Linked DNA regions of Mus musculus: regions 1 and 2 are each linked to region 3. A link is a contact called in public Hi-C data. All regions are on one chromosome and are shown on one strand. The core of a region is the stretch at or near the end of the contact, and the rest is flanking DNA. Distances in the headings are between cores, read along the strand shown.

Region 1 (4,772 bases), core at 1,060-3,559, 66 kb before region 3:
ACACTTACAAAGCCAGTTTAGCCCTAGCTATCCTCAGTCTTCTACTGTACACTACCTGGGACTGCATTGACATCTCCTGTCAGCTCTGAGTAGGGAGAGGCCTTGTCTAAAGCCTTTCTGCGTTCCCTTCCAGGTCAAAATCAGAGTTAAGTGCATATTCATCGATTAATTAACAGCCACAGCAGAGGGGATGCTTTCCACGGCAACGAGGAGATAATCAGGACATAGTAGATAAAGTAAGCTAAATGCAGGGACAGTTATGTTGTACCAGAGTAGAAACAAGACCACGCAGAGGCTCTGAAAGAACATGCTCAGACACAAAGCACGTGAGTTTACACAGCACAACCGTCCTCGGAAGGTTCAACGAGATGTACAACCTCTGACTGCTAGGCTCTAAAGTGCCCTTGGCTGTGCTTCTGCTCTTGCATGGGAAGCTGCGTGGGGTACAATTCCTTGCTGCCTATTCCTATAAAGCCATCCCATGTCTGTATAAAGAGCCCTATCCACACACGCCTAAACAAGAGGCCGAGCCGTCAAACCCCAGGACACAACCAAGCCACGGGGCCTCTCCACATTAGGTTAACACACAGAATTCTGACCCTAAAACAAAGGTCATCTTCCGCTTGACTCCTCACGGTCACTCTTAAATGACAGGATGTTCTTAATAATAAATCTTTACCTTTGAAAACCTACCGCCACCAAATTCTTTACCCTTTCCTCCAACCTCCTTTAGCCTTTCAGTGAAAATTATGCAGCCGTGTCATCTCTAAGACAACAGTCACGGTGCAAACTGAGCAACAAGGTACGACGGTGGTGACAGCCCTGGTGTCTTCATCATTTCAAGTGTAGGACACAGGAGAGGACAAAGCATTCCCATACAATTTCCTAGTTCTTCTAACAATGGTCTCTGTAGAATTGTGTTCTTATCCCTTCAAATAAATATAGTACATGCAAACCCTACTCTCTAGATAAAACACCCATGTTTGTGCCTCATTTGCCCCTTCGAAAAGCGAGCCTGCCTGTCTCTCCTCCCCTATCTTTTGTCTCAGAACACCAAAGCACTTGAGTATTTTTACTTTACAATCCCTATGAAGTCACTGGTACATTAAGCACTGGAGGACCGATGAGGGGCGTAGACACCCAGAGAGCTCTCTGGTCGGCCACGCAAAGCCTAGAACCCCCTAGTTCCTTAAAACTTGTCAGCAATCAGGCCAGACCCTCTGGAGCCTCCGGGCCCCTTGGCAGGTCGCGGAGAATTTTAAAAACAACAGTGACAGAAAGCCACCTTTCCTGCAAAGGAACCTGCACACACATATAAACACAATCGTCCGTCTCAGAAGATGAAATTACAATTGGCCTTTCTCTTGGTTTTGTTAGACTTCAAATACGGCGAGTGAACATCTCAATCTTGATTTAAAAACAAAAAAAAAAAAAAAAAAAAATTAAACCAAACCAAACTAAACAAAGAAGCTCCTGAGGGCAATTTGATCAGACACAGAAAAATCCTGCCTTCAAAGAAATGTGCCTTGTGACACTCTGAGGAGAAGTACTTAAAACCTGTCCCTGAGTCACGAACACTGGATTGAGGAAGAGAAGAAGACAGCTGGCTTCTTGGGGTTCTTAAATCTTTTCTTTCTCACCTTGGGGCTACAGAAGCTGTAAGTGAAATCTTCCACTCTTCACTGAGAGTATTGCAGTGACATAAAGTCACACACACACACACACCCCTCTACTTCACTGCCCTCTTTATCCCTAAGGTGCCCGTGCCCCCCCCCACCCCCCAATGTGGACCTGATGTTACAAAAAGCAAAGTCATGGGGCAATGCGGGGGTGGGGTGGGGTGTATGTTTGCAAAGGACTCAAAAAAATCCAGAAAAGCAAAGGGCTGAAAGATCCCAGGACAGCCGAGGTGTAAGAGGTTCGGCTGGCTCGTGGGCTGCAGCCAAGCAAGCATCCATTCACTCGAGTGGGGGGCTGGGGGCGCGACCAGAATGTTGGGGTGCTCACGAAGCCACTCTGGACGCCCACCCTCTGCCCTCCATCACCCTCCGCATCCCCTCAGGCAGGACCCCCTCCGAGCAGAGGGCCGCCCCGGGGCTCCCCGCGTAGGGACGGGAAGGACGGGGAAGGGGGTCAGGCCGGGCTCGCCCAGGTAGCCGCGCCGGAGGCTCGGGAGACTCACGTTCTCCGTGTCCCGCTCGTTCACCGTGGGCAATGGCGTCCGCGCCGACATCTTGCGCGGGCAGCGGGGTCGAGCGGGGGGTCCGGCGGGTCGCGGGCCGCGGAGGGCTTCGGCGAGGGCGGGCGCGCGCGAGCAGGCCGCGCCGGGGAGCGCGCGGCTCCCGCAGGCCGCGGGGCGGGAAGGCGGGCGAGGACGCGGGGACCGAGCCGCGGGGACGCCGGTCGGGCGCGGAGGGCCGCGGCGGGCTGAGTGGAGAGCGGGCGCCCCGGAGCTGCCTCAGCGCGGCGCCCGGCGAGCGCGGCCCTGACAGCGCCTCCCGCACGCCGCCTCAGGTGAGCGCCGCCGCCGCCGCCGCCGTCGCCGCCGCCGCTGCCGCATCCGCGCCGGGCCCCGCGGCCCCGAGCCCGCGCGCCGCTCCGCGCCGTCCCCGCCGCGATCAGCCGGAGCCCTCGGCGGCCGGAGCCGGTGCGCGCGGAGCGGCGGGCGCGGCACGGCACGCAGCGCCCCGAGGCTCTTGGCGGCCGCCGCCGGGTGGGCGGGCGCCAGCCGAGGGGCCTCTCCATTCATTCCCTCATTAGGGATGCGGGGCCGCCTCCGCCCGCCGGGCCGGATTTCATTAGTGACTCGCCCCACCCGCGGATCAGCCTGTCCCCTCAGAACCTCCGGCGGGCGTCCTGCGATTTGATGTTGATTCTTGTGTGGCTTTTAAACCGGCACTGGGGACACATGGGGTTCGTGCGAATAGAGAACGATCCCCCTCCTTCCTCCTTTTTTATGTATTTTTTTATTTGTTTCACTGGAGGGAGCATTGGGTACCATCCATCCTACTCTCCACTTGGCCCATCCTTAAATTCTCCTCTGGTTTAATTCCTGGTTTTCTTCGAGCCTTCCTTCAGCATCCTTCTGCCCTGAGGTGTTGTTCAGGGGCAGGCGTGGACAAAAGGCACAAAAGCCTCATGAAAGGAGCTGGCCCAGAAAGCATGTGGAAGAGGGCTCCCCGCACCCCACAGCATCCCTGGAGTGGGTGAGACTTGATGTCTACAGTGGCTGATCGTCACTTCCTGGGATACAAGGAAGTGTCACTTAGGCTACTTATTCAGAGAGAGTAAGAAGGCTGTCTCTGTGGTCTGTCTGGAACTCTTCCTTCCAAAAGGCTGCTTTGCCTTTCCCTCCACCTGCCACTCCAGGTCCTGGGCATATTTGTCCCCATGCAATGTTGTCATTCTTACTCTGATATTTTGCACACTTGGCCTCTAGGATAAAACTTTACCATCTCCCTATTCCTTTTCTTTCTTCAACCTCAAATGGGAATCTTGGGATGATGGGAAACTCCTCTTTCCCAAATGCATCCATTTGAGGAAGAATTCCTGTGCCAGATGGTTTTTATCCTGACTCATTAAAAGTTGTTTCTGAAAACTTAACACTTGACCCTTAAAACATGGGCCAGAAGAACCTAAAAATAGCAAACCCATATCTTGAGGGAATACACACACACACACACACACACACACACACACACACACACACACCGTATGTAGTCGCTTCTAGAACACGAGCTGCATATTTATTTCTCAAGCATCTTATGTTGTAAGTACTTCTCAATTCCACAGAGCAAATGAAAATCCCAAGACCACTTTGGTGGCCATCTCTACTGTTCAACTAGCACTTAGGCTTTGGAACTAATGACAAGGCCACAGCCTGCATTATGGTGTGCCTCTGGGAATGGCACACTTTTAGAGTCCTTCAGAAATCGGGGTTCACCGAGATATACTGAAGCATGAGTTTGTACTTTTCTCATCAGCTGGAGGTTGTGCACTCAGCACCCCTGCTAACACAGAAGTCCCTTGTGTTCCAACTATGTCTGCATTAGCCTAGCAATAAGCAAGCAAGGTGCTCCCCCCATGCAACAAGGCTTCCACCAGTAGCTTAGATGTCATTCTTCAAAGGCTATTCACATGCTATCCCCTGTCCTCATTCCTCTGGTAACCCTGATGGGTATTTCCATTTCACAAAATTCCTCTGACTTGACTTATTCACGATCATAGCTACCTCAGGCTAATGAGACACAGAAGAAGATAACTGGAATGGCTGGGGGTGTTCAATGGTGTACCAGTCACAAGACCGTGAGCTCACCCCTGTGAGAGATGGAGCTAATTAGAGACAGAGCTCAAAGGGAAGCCTAGGATCTGAGCCCAGTGGCTTCCACACAGACAACTCTTAGCTACATTTTGCTCAAGTAGTGAAATTGGAATTGAGTGGTTATTATTTAAAGAACCCAGTTTTATATTGTTATATTGTTGCTAAGGAACTTTCCTAGCAAAGGGGCTACATCAAAGGGAATGGTTATTTTTGTTTTTCTTGTTCTCTTTTTGTTTTTGTTTGTTTCCAGACAGGGTTTCCCTGGCTGTCCTGGAACTCACTGGGTAGACCAGGCTGGCCTCGAACTCAGAAATCAGCCTGCCTCTGCCTCCCAAGTGCTGGGATTAAAGGTGTGTGCCACCACTGCCTGGCTTCGGGAATGATTTGTAATAACCCAGAATTATAATTCTATTGAGTAAGATAGACAAGAAATAACTCTACCTTTAAAAAC
Region 2 (4,806 bases), core at 335-2,834, 120 kb after region 3:
AGCTGTAAAAGCCTTTCCAGAGAACTCAAGGATATAACCTTGAAACACAAGCCATAGGCATCGTGTGCACATACAGGTCTGTGTGGACTGTGTTGTATGTTCAAAGTAGGGGAAAGTGGAGAGACAGTGGTAGAGTGGGGTCTTCAGAAATAGATTTTTCCAATATAGCTTTTTGTATTAAAGCCTTTCACACACACAGCAAGAGAGTCAGAGGGCAAGGCAGAGCCTGGCAGGCTGAGTTGAACCACCAGGTGCGCTGCATGAAACTTCGTATGTAACTGCTGAAGAGGGCTTGGGACCGAAAGGGCAGCAGCACAGAGCGACATCCAGTCATCTGCAGCTGGCAGAGGCAGAAATCAAAAGAGTTTGAATCCTGGCTGTTGTCCAGTTTGTTACATCCCGTTCCTCTAAAGTGAGAGTCAGGAGACAGGTCACCACCTGTCAAAGCGCAGTCAAAGCTCTCCTTTCTTTACATAAAGAGGGTAAAAGTGGGTGGCTTTCCCTCCAGTGGGAGAGCCAGACACAAGAATAAGATTGTTGCTTCTAAAGAGATACTTTCATCATAAGGTCAAAGGAAGAGGCTGGGCCAAAGCTGAGCTTTAGGCTTGAAACTTGAGCAGGGAGCCGGGATAAAAGAAAGGAAGAAGAGAGAAAGAGACAGGCAAAAATGTTCTCTTTAACTTACATGTGTGGCACACGCCTTTAATCCCAGCACTCGGGAGGCAGAGGCAGGGGGATTTCTGAGTTCAAGGCCAGCCTGGTCTACAGAGTGAGTTCCAGGACAGCCAGGACTGCACAGAGACACCCTGTCTCGAAAAACCAAAAAAAAAAAAAAAAAAAAAGATAGTTAACTTACATGTGATATTACCTGAATATGTATAATATATGTAATGTATCTATCTGCATAATATGCATTACCCAAAGTATGTGTGTATCACTAAATAACATTAAGCAGCTACAGAAACATATTATTAATTTATGAGCCTGCTTAAAGGATGGGCATGAACACATCTTTAAGCAGTCTGGAAATTTTGGATTAGCAACATCATCATGAAAGACAAAGGGAAAAAATGCACTTCTTATAGTCTGTGCTTGTCTGTCAACCCCTCTCCCTGCTACAGCTGATAGGGACTGGAAGGACAGACCCACTTCTTCCTGGCTGCCTCCCACATGTGGTTCAACTGAAGTTGCAGAGGTAGTCATGGCTATAAAGGTCATGACTCTGGAGCTGCTTAATGGAAGCAGGCTGTTGACCATTATTCTGAAGAACTTCGTGTTCACTGATGTTTCAGAGATGATCCTCATACGTAGCAGAAGTTTAGCACCACCCCTAACCCCTGCTTTGAATTTTCAATTAGTCTGAGAGCTCCGAGTGAGGTATTGTGTGTCTGTGGGTAGTTTTACAAATGCTCTTTCTCCTCAGAGTTTTAAAGCGAGCGCATCACCTTTTGTTTTGCCTTTGTTTTCTTTTCTGAATTCAGAAAGAGCTGCGTTCCCCTGTCTGCCCGGCAACATTGCAAGAGGCAGCATTCCCGGAAGCTCCCTGCTTCAGATGATCCCAGACCTCACGTGACCTGGCCACCACATGTCTGGAAGTGTTATGTCTTTCCAGGCTATGAATCCTCCTAGCATAGAGCTCACTGCCAGCCTCCTGTCTAAGAAGCTGCTGCTGTAAGCAATTAGCCTGAGTAACATCAGGCAAGGCAGTTTTGTCCAGGTCATGGGCCCAAACTAGATGGACAGCAGAGGTACCCAAGGAAGGTGTATGCCCCACCAAACAATGTTTTCTTGGATGGGGACATACCACACCCAGCTTAGCCAAAATGCTCAGAAAGTCAGGAATGAAAGGACAGTGGCACTTGCTTGCCTGAGTTTATGAATGGTGCATGTTTTGTTATGATAGCTATTTCAGCTTATCTGGTTTGGATTCTGAGACAAGTATTGAAGATCATAGTACCTGTGGGTTGGGTAAAAGAAACAGACTCTAAGTGTATGCTTTAGACATGTATAGGAATAGTACAATATGCTTTTAGAGGGACATTAAATGATGACAAGGTCTATGGTAAAAATGTTTGTTTGGTGGCATATTTATCATCTTACCGGTCAGGAGGCTGAGGTAGAAGAATCAGGAGTTTGGGGCTACATAGCCAGACCCTGTCTTTAAAAAAAAAAAAAAGTTTTTAATCCACGGCAACTAAAAATACTTACAGAGACAAAATCTATACCTACAAGGACAATCACAACAATAACAAGCACAATAATGATGACCGTTTATTGAGCTTGGCACATGTGCCAGATACCGTGTCCAGAAAACCCACCAATAGCATGAGAGTACTGTCAAATTCAGCTGTCAACTGGAAGAGTTGTAGCATCACTTGGGCACTGTGAGCGGAACCATCCTCTGGTCTGGGATCCTTGACTGTATGAAGAGTAGGACATGAACTCAACATCAGCATTCATCGCTTTCTTCTTCCTGGCTAAGGATAAAAGGTGACCGGCTGCTTCAGGCTCCTGCTGCCTTGACTCCCCTGTCAGGATAGACTATGCCTTGGAATTGTGAACCAAAATAAGGTCTTCCTACGTCTCCTTTGTCAGGTTGTCTTATTAGAGCAACAGAACAGTAACTGAGATCATGGGGTAGACCTCACTTTGTTGAGGAAGGGGTAGAGGTGCCATGTAGCCCTGGTGGCCTTTAACTGGGTGTGTATCTGAGGATGACCTTGAACTCCTGATCATCCTACCTCCACCTACTGAGTGGAGTGGCCTTACATTTGAGTTACCACCATGTTCAGTTTTTATGTAGTGCTAGGGCTCGAACCCAGGGTTACATCCATGCTAGCAACTGAACTACAGTCACAAGCATTCTGTAAAGGACCCTCAACTTTGTATCCTAAATGAGTCTCTCAGGGTCTGATTGATCATCCCCCCACCCAGTTATGCCAGGCTCTACCGTACCGTATGCCGGGCTCTGCCACCCGGGGTGCATAGATTTAGCTCATGCTTTCTGAAGACAAGCTTGGCCCTGGCAAGGATGACTTCAGATTCTCACGTGTATCTCCCGTTCCCTCCCCCCCACTTCCCTTCCCTAACCACCTCCACTTGTACTTTAACTCAGTCTTTTAAAACTAGATGGGGGCATCCAGGAAGTATCTGCTTCCCTTTTTATTCCACAGTCGAACAGGTCTCCTAGCAACCCTGGCTCTTCGCAGCCTGGGAGGTGGATGTGTTGAGGGAGTCTGGGAGGCAGAGGTGAGAATGCGAGGAAAGCTCTTTCCTCCTAGGCCCTGAAGTACAGAATTGCTACTTCACAGTAATTAATATCACTGAAAGAGGCATTCGTCCTCCTCCGTGCCATAGCGTACGTTCAAGCCTCAGGGTAACAAATGATTTGTTAAGGAGGGAGGGCCAGCCTGCACTTTTGTGCCTGAATCAGAGATTATTTGAAAGATAGTGAAAGGCGCTGCTAGCCTTGGGCACTGGCAAGAAGAACGGTGAAATTAAGCACAATTGGGGAGTGGGAGCAAGGTCAGTTAGATCAACATGCTGGTCTCAAAATATATACTGAACTGTTCTTTGGTGATGATATAACTTTAAGGCCAGAGGGTATCTTAGGATCATGCTGTTCAAATACTGTAGTTTTAAGCTGATTAAGTCGAGGCCCAGAGATGTATGATGGTTCAGAGAAGGTCAGAGCTGGTGCTTGAACGCCGTTCCCTGAGGTCAGCACGGCACTTCTAACTACCCAGTGCTGCCCATACAGATGAGCCATACTGGCACACCACTCAGGGGACGAGCTGCAAAACAGCATGGTGCTTAAGAGTAAAGCCTGTGCTATAGGCAGAGCAGAAGTCACTGAGTCACAAGAGTGTGCCCTTGGCCTCACTGGTAACTCGTCCTTCCTGACTGAGCAAAGACAGATGACAGACGGGAAATGCAGAGAGCTGATTGGTCTGCATCTTCAACTGCTGTTCTTAAGAGATTGAGTCGTGTCTTCATCCTAACAGCCGTATGGAGAAGGAAAATGATCCCCTATTCCCAGTGACTCCAAACAGCCCATCCACTCGGTTTCAGAGCTAGTTCTGGTAAGTTCTAACAAGCTTTAGAATTGCACCAAAATTCTTCGTTGTGAGTTTCAAAGATCCAAGTCAAATGATCTTTGAGGAACAACTCAGAGCAACTCAAAGACTGTGAGGGGCACTTCAGACACCAGGGTGAGAGGATTGGACCTGGAGCTCTGTTCTCTGCCTGGACCTTCTCTCTGGGTCTTTCCAGAACTCTCTTATCTGCTTTTTAAGCAAGACTTCCCATGTGGGCATTCGGGCATATACCTGTAATCCTAGCACTTGGGAGATGGCGGCAGGAAGATTCCAAGTTCTGAGACTCCACTGAGGCCCCTCATACATTCACCTGAAGTTGATACCCTCCCCTAAACCATCACTCTGCCAGGGAGGAGTTGGTTAGCCAGCACCTGCCACTGGCCCATGCCTCTGTAAGTGGTAGGGAGGGGTAGACACTGGCCGGGGGTGGGGGGTGCAAAAAGTAGCACCAACGAGAACAGAGCAGTAGCCATTGTTATCAGTTGCATCTCATTTATAGGAAGTGCAGGGGCTCAGCGCTACTTCCATTGCCACGTGGTTTCCCTCCCTCCAGCACACATGCTCATATTCTCGGACCACTAATAAATAAACTTGGATGAAAACATTGGCAGCCCAGGGAATTCTGGATGAGTTAACCAGCTTTGTCCCACATGGTCCACATCCAGGTAGCCTATAGGACTCCTCCAATGTCTGGGAGCAGGAGACTGTG
Region 3 (4,377 bases), core at 402-2,901:
ACACATGCCTGGAAACATGCGTGCACACAAGCACATTAAAAAACACATGCGAGGGGCTGGGAAATGGTTCACTGCCTAAGAGCACTGCTCTTACAGAGGACTTCAGTTTGACTTCCAGCATCTACGTGACAGCTCAGAACCACCTGAAACTTCAGTTCCAAGGGATCCAATGCTCCTTTCTGGCCTCTGTAGGCACTGCACACACATAGTGCACAAACATACATGTTGGTAAAATAGCTGCATGCATACAGTGAAAATAAAGATTAAAAAACTTTAAAGGTATGAATTAGCAAATGGAGAACATTGAACAATAATTTAAAAGTGAGAGATATACTAACATATAATATATAGAAATACGTGTATGATCCTTTTGTTTGGCTCATTTGCTTCTTCTAGGATTTTGATATCCTTTCCATCAAAATCTGACTCAGTCTCTGCTTCAAACTTTAGCACGCACTCACCACTTTGTCAAGATTTAGTGCGGCTGGGGGCACAGCTCAGTGGCAGAGTGGTGCTTGCAGGGCATGCACAGAGGCACTGTTCTGGTGCCTGGCTCAGGGGAAAAAGCCTGATAGTTAATTTAGTTGCTACTTTGCTTCTCTTGTCCATAAACATCATGGCTACTTCCAGCCTTCTCAAGGTCAGGGGATTCTTGATCACACGACAGTGGGAAGTCCATGGTGACAATACAGGATGGCCATAGATTCAGCTTCAGTTTCCGTCCCCAGCCATTCAGCCAATGGGTCTTGGTTCCCTATAAATTTGGTTTGGGGATGTTTTATTCTAAGTGGTTAGTAAGTTGGCTCATTTTCAGCTTTCTTCCTTTTTAGATTTATTTATTATTTACACAGGTGTGTGCCTTTTCACCTTCGTGTGCATCACATGCTTCTACTGTGGAAGCCAGAGGGCACTTGAGCCCCTGAAATTGGAGTTAGAGGTGGTTGTGAGCCATCTGACTTGGCTGCTGGGAACCGAACCTGAGCCTTCTGCAAGATAAGCAAGCACTCCTGGCCGCCTCTCCAGCCCCTGTTGCCAATTTACTTTCAATAGATTTTCCTTCCTCCCTCCCTCCTTCCCTCCCTCCCCCCTCCCTCCCCCCTCCCTCCCTTCCTTCCTTCCTTCCTTCCTTCCTTCCTTCCTTCCTTCCTTCCTTTCTTCCTTTGTCCCTTCCTCTTTTTCTGGGTGCAACTTTTCTCAACCTAAGAAGAATAGTCTCATTTTATATAGATCCATGATTCCCAGAGAAGAGGGCCTGCTAGGCTCAGACCCTGATAATGAGACCAAGGTGCTATAACTTTATGTCCCTGCCTGATGCAATCCATAGACATAGCAACAGCACAGGGCAGGGATGGTGGTAAGGACCATGAGCCCAATATGGAAAGAGACCTCACCAGGGCAGGCATGGAGAACTGAGTTCAGACAAGATGTGACCATGAGCTAAGCCCTCGAGGGCTGATAGGTTTTCATCAAGCAGAGATGGAAGGAAGGACATTCTGGTTGCAGAAAAGCCCAGACCCTAGCTGTGTTCAGGAGCAGCTATTAGCTTAGCCCAACTGGAAGGCATGGCGTTTGCAGGGAGTCAGAGAGAGAAAGGTTAGGACAGGCAGGAAAAACAAGTGAAGGCCTCAGCTTTCCTGCAGATGGGCTCTAATTAGAATGAGCACTCTCAAAGTTATGTGACCTCGGGAAGGGACTTCTGGAATGTGACAGCTAACTGATTGCTTTATATCATGTTTACAAAAAGATGGGCTAAGAGCGAAGAGGCTGGCAATGACCATTCTGGGATTGCAGAAAAGCCCAGACCCTGGCTGTGTCCAGGAGCAGCTGGGCTGGAGCTGGAGCTCAGTGGTTAGTGCTTGGATGTCACACACAAGGCCCTGGGTTTGATCCTCAGCCCTCAAAAACAGCAACACAATAGCAGCTCCCATCAAAGGCAGAAAAAAAAAAACTGGAGTCCTTTGGATTGTTGCAAAGGTCTGTTGGCCTAATACTTGAGCCTCTGTCAGAGACAAAGCCTGAGGCTACCAATCTCTTCTCATCAGAAAATCATGACCCCCTGTGCTCTCTGACAGTATAGGCAAACTCTCAGCTCTCTGTAATAAGACACCCAAGGTGATGGTCACAGTCCCTAACCCACCCTACCATCCATGTCTCCCTGCCCATTCTCTTCCCATGTTGCGTCACAGCACAGAGGAAGGAGATGACATCATACACTCGAGCTGGACTCTGGGTCTTGGACAATTATGTTCCAACTAACCTGAGTTTGTCTAGAAGCTACAGAAAAAAAGGGCCAAGAGAGTGCCAGAGACAGTCCTAGAAGTCACCATCAAACCTGGCCAGTCTGTCTGTCGACAAGGTTTTACAGGGACAGACACGAATACAGTGTCTAGAGTCACCAACAAGCTTATGTAAAACAACAACAACAACAGCAACAACAAAGCATATGTAGGAGGCAGATCCTGGAAAAAGACTACGAGCTGAAGCTCTGTAGGCACTTTTCTCAAAGGGGCTGGCAAGATAGCTCAAGATCCATCTTCTTGACCAAGTCTCCCCTACCACATAAATTCCCTGTGCACCTGAGTGTGGAGGTTTTTACTGTTCTAGGGAATACTACCCTGCAATGTTCTTGTAGAGTACTGGTTCTCAACCTTCCTAGTGCTGTGTCCCTTTAAGATGTTATGGTGACACACCCTCCAACCATGAAATTATTTCTGTTGCTATTTCATAGCTGTAATAATGCTACTGTTATGAATCATAATGTACATATCTGATATTTCCAATGGTCTTAGGTGATCCTTGTGAAAATGTCATTTGTCTCCCAAAGGGGTCATGGTCCACAGGTTGAGAACCACTAGAGGCTGTGCTTGCTCAGGTCTGATAGAAATACATCTTCCTAGGCTTGAAAAGCTCTCTACATTCAGTTCCGTGTCTCTGAGAACCAGGACCTTTACTTCCTGTGTCTCTGTAGATGTCCCCACACTCTCAGATGCCCAACAGAGATCAGCCTCCTGGCTTTCCAGATGATCTATCCTATTTTACAAACCAATAATCTATTGACTCCTTATAAATAAAGAAGATATATTATTGCATTTCTTAGCGTGCATTTAATTCTACGTCTAGATGCAAAGTAAGACTTCCTTCTCGTCTTAGCTAACAGCAACGGTGTTTTCTGAGAAGTTCTCTTCTTCCTTAACGATTTACTGTTCTTTCATCTTTTTTTAAGACAGGAACCAGAGTATACATCGCACCCTGGATCAGCCTCTGATTAAAAGACTAAGTATCCATTTCTGCCAACCTGCACTTTCCTTCCCTTGGAAGAGCTGGGGCGAGAGAAGAAAACTAAGATGAATTGGCCAAACCACTTTAGAGGTCAGCTAAAATCAGAGACTCAGAAAGGTGCTCTACAAGGTAAGAGAAAGCAAGGAGCAGCAGTCTGGACAAAAGAAATGCTGGGAACTGAACCTTAGCACTCTCACTGTGTGATAGTTACCCCCACCCTCTTCTGTGGTGCTTAATGTGTATCTAGAAGGAGGGCCACCATAACAGCCATTTCTGTCCAGCTGGCTAATCCTCCTGAGTGCTCTGAACCTTTTCTATTCCCATCTGCAAAGGCTGTGGGATGTCCTGGACATTGCATCCATGCCTGGATGTCCACACAGATGGGGGTAGGAGTGGAAAAACTTGGGCTACTTTCCTCTTGGTGCCACTTATGAGAATCCAAGTCCCAAGACACCAATGTACCAGACAGAATGCCGGCTCAGCGGCTGGAATGAGAGACAAAAATCATCATCATGGATAAAGAGCTTTATGTCTCTGTGTGTTTTAGGGAAAGGTTTAGGATGGGTGGGTATGGAAGCGAGTGCCATCTGTGTTGGTCTTCGTTCTCGATGGCCAGCTTCTGCCGCAGTTTCCTGCATTAGCTCACCTGAAGGCGGATGGGAGGAATGGCACGAGGGAACTGCCTGCTCTGTACGGTGCAGAGGATGATCTACAATAGGGGTGCTTCTGGGTTTCAAATGAGTGAGTTTATTATCCTCCAATCAGCTGCTCACAGGATCCTAGCAGAGACTACTGGAGTAGCCTGAGAGAGCAAACTAAGGTAACGCCCTCAAATCAGGAGCTTACAGTACCCAGCAGAAATGACCAGGGAAACAGCAGCCACACTGGAGTCTCTGGGCCCCGTGGAGAAGGGTCTTGTTTCTGCTGCAAGCATTTTTATACCACTGGATAAACAAAGTTAACCTCCCTTGCCGAGGGTTCACCTCTGAGCTGTTCTCAAGGACACAATGTTTTTAATGCCCTTATCTGGTTGCTGCTTTTCTCTCTTCCCATCACAGAGCCAGGCCAGCCTGACCCAGGACAGGGGGCTTTAGAGGA

What was found. Hi-C and Micro-C count contacts between places; a contact is called where the count stands out from the background.
Region 1: a contact with region 3 is called in a Hi-C map of uterus, with 3 times the contacts expected there. The contact joins the promoter of Mark1 here to the enhancer-like site in region 3. A contact is called at or near these places in 6 of 39 promoter capture datasets (the 3T3-L1 cell line, 3T3-L1-derived adipocytes, hippocampal neurons and 2 more), 3 of 484 Hi-C or Micro-C datasets (granulosa cells, nephron progenitors and uterus), 3 of 115 datasets of contacts at active chromatin or transcription factors (embryonic stem cells and vascular smooth muscle cells) and 1 of 9 other capture datasets (liver).
Region 2: a contact with region 3 is called in a Hi-C map of uterus, with 2.6 times the contacts expected there. The contact joins two enhancer-like sites. A contact is called at or near these places in 19 of 484 Hi-C or Micro-C datasets (the G1E-ER4 cell line, cerebral cortex, differentiating embryonic stem cells and 7 more) and 3 of 115 datasets of contacts at active chromatin or transcription factors (all in embryonic stem cells).

What each region holds. Positions count from the first base shown.
Region 1 is chr1:184,997,240-185,002,011 of GRCm38.p6, forward strand. It overlaps Mark1 (MAP/microtubule affinity regulating kinase 1), which reads right to left and starts at 2,310. Exons shown (of 18, transcript NM_145515.2): 1 at 2,183-2,310. The coding sequence starts at 2,233. Gm39728 (a long non-coding RNA gene) reads left to right here and starts at 2,327. Exons shown (of 5, transcript XR_865821.3): 1 at 2,327-2,514.
Region 2 is chr1:185,182,562-185,187,367 of GRCm38.p6, forward strand. No RefSeq gene overlaps it. Among named protein-coding and RNA genes, the nearest start is that of Rab3gap2, 19 kb to the right of the region's middle. Within about 2 kb of position 1,585, at least 45 of the 459 cell types and tissues checked have an H3K27ac peak or open chromatin away from gene starts, as enhancers often do. A contact at or near this core is called in uterus, where this site is marked.
Region 3 is chr1:185,063,525-185,067,901 of GRCm38.p6, forward strand. No RefSeq gene overlaps it. Among named protein-coding and RNA genes, the nearest start is that of Gm34732, 20 kb to the right of the region's middle. Within about 2 kb of position 1,652, at least 9 of the 459 cell types and tissues checked have an H3K27ac peak or open chromatin away from gene starts, as enhancers often do. A contact at or near this core is called in granulosa cells and uterus, where this site is marked.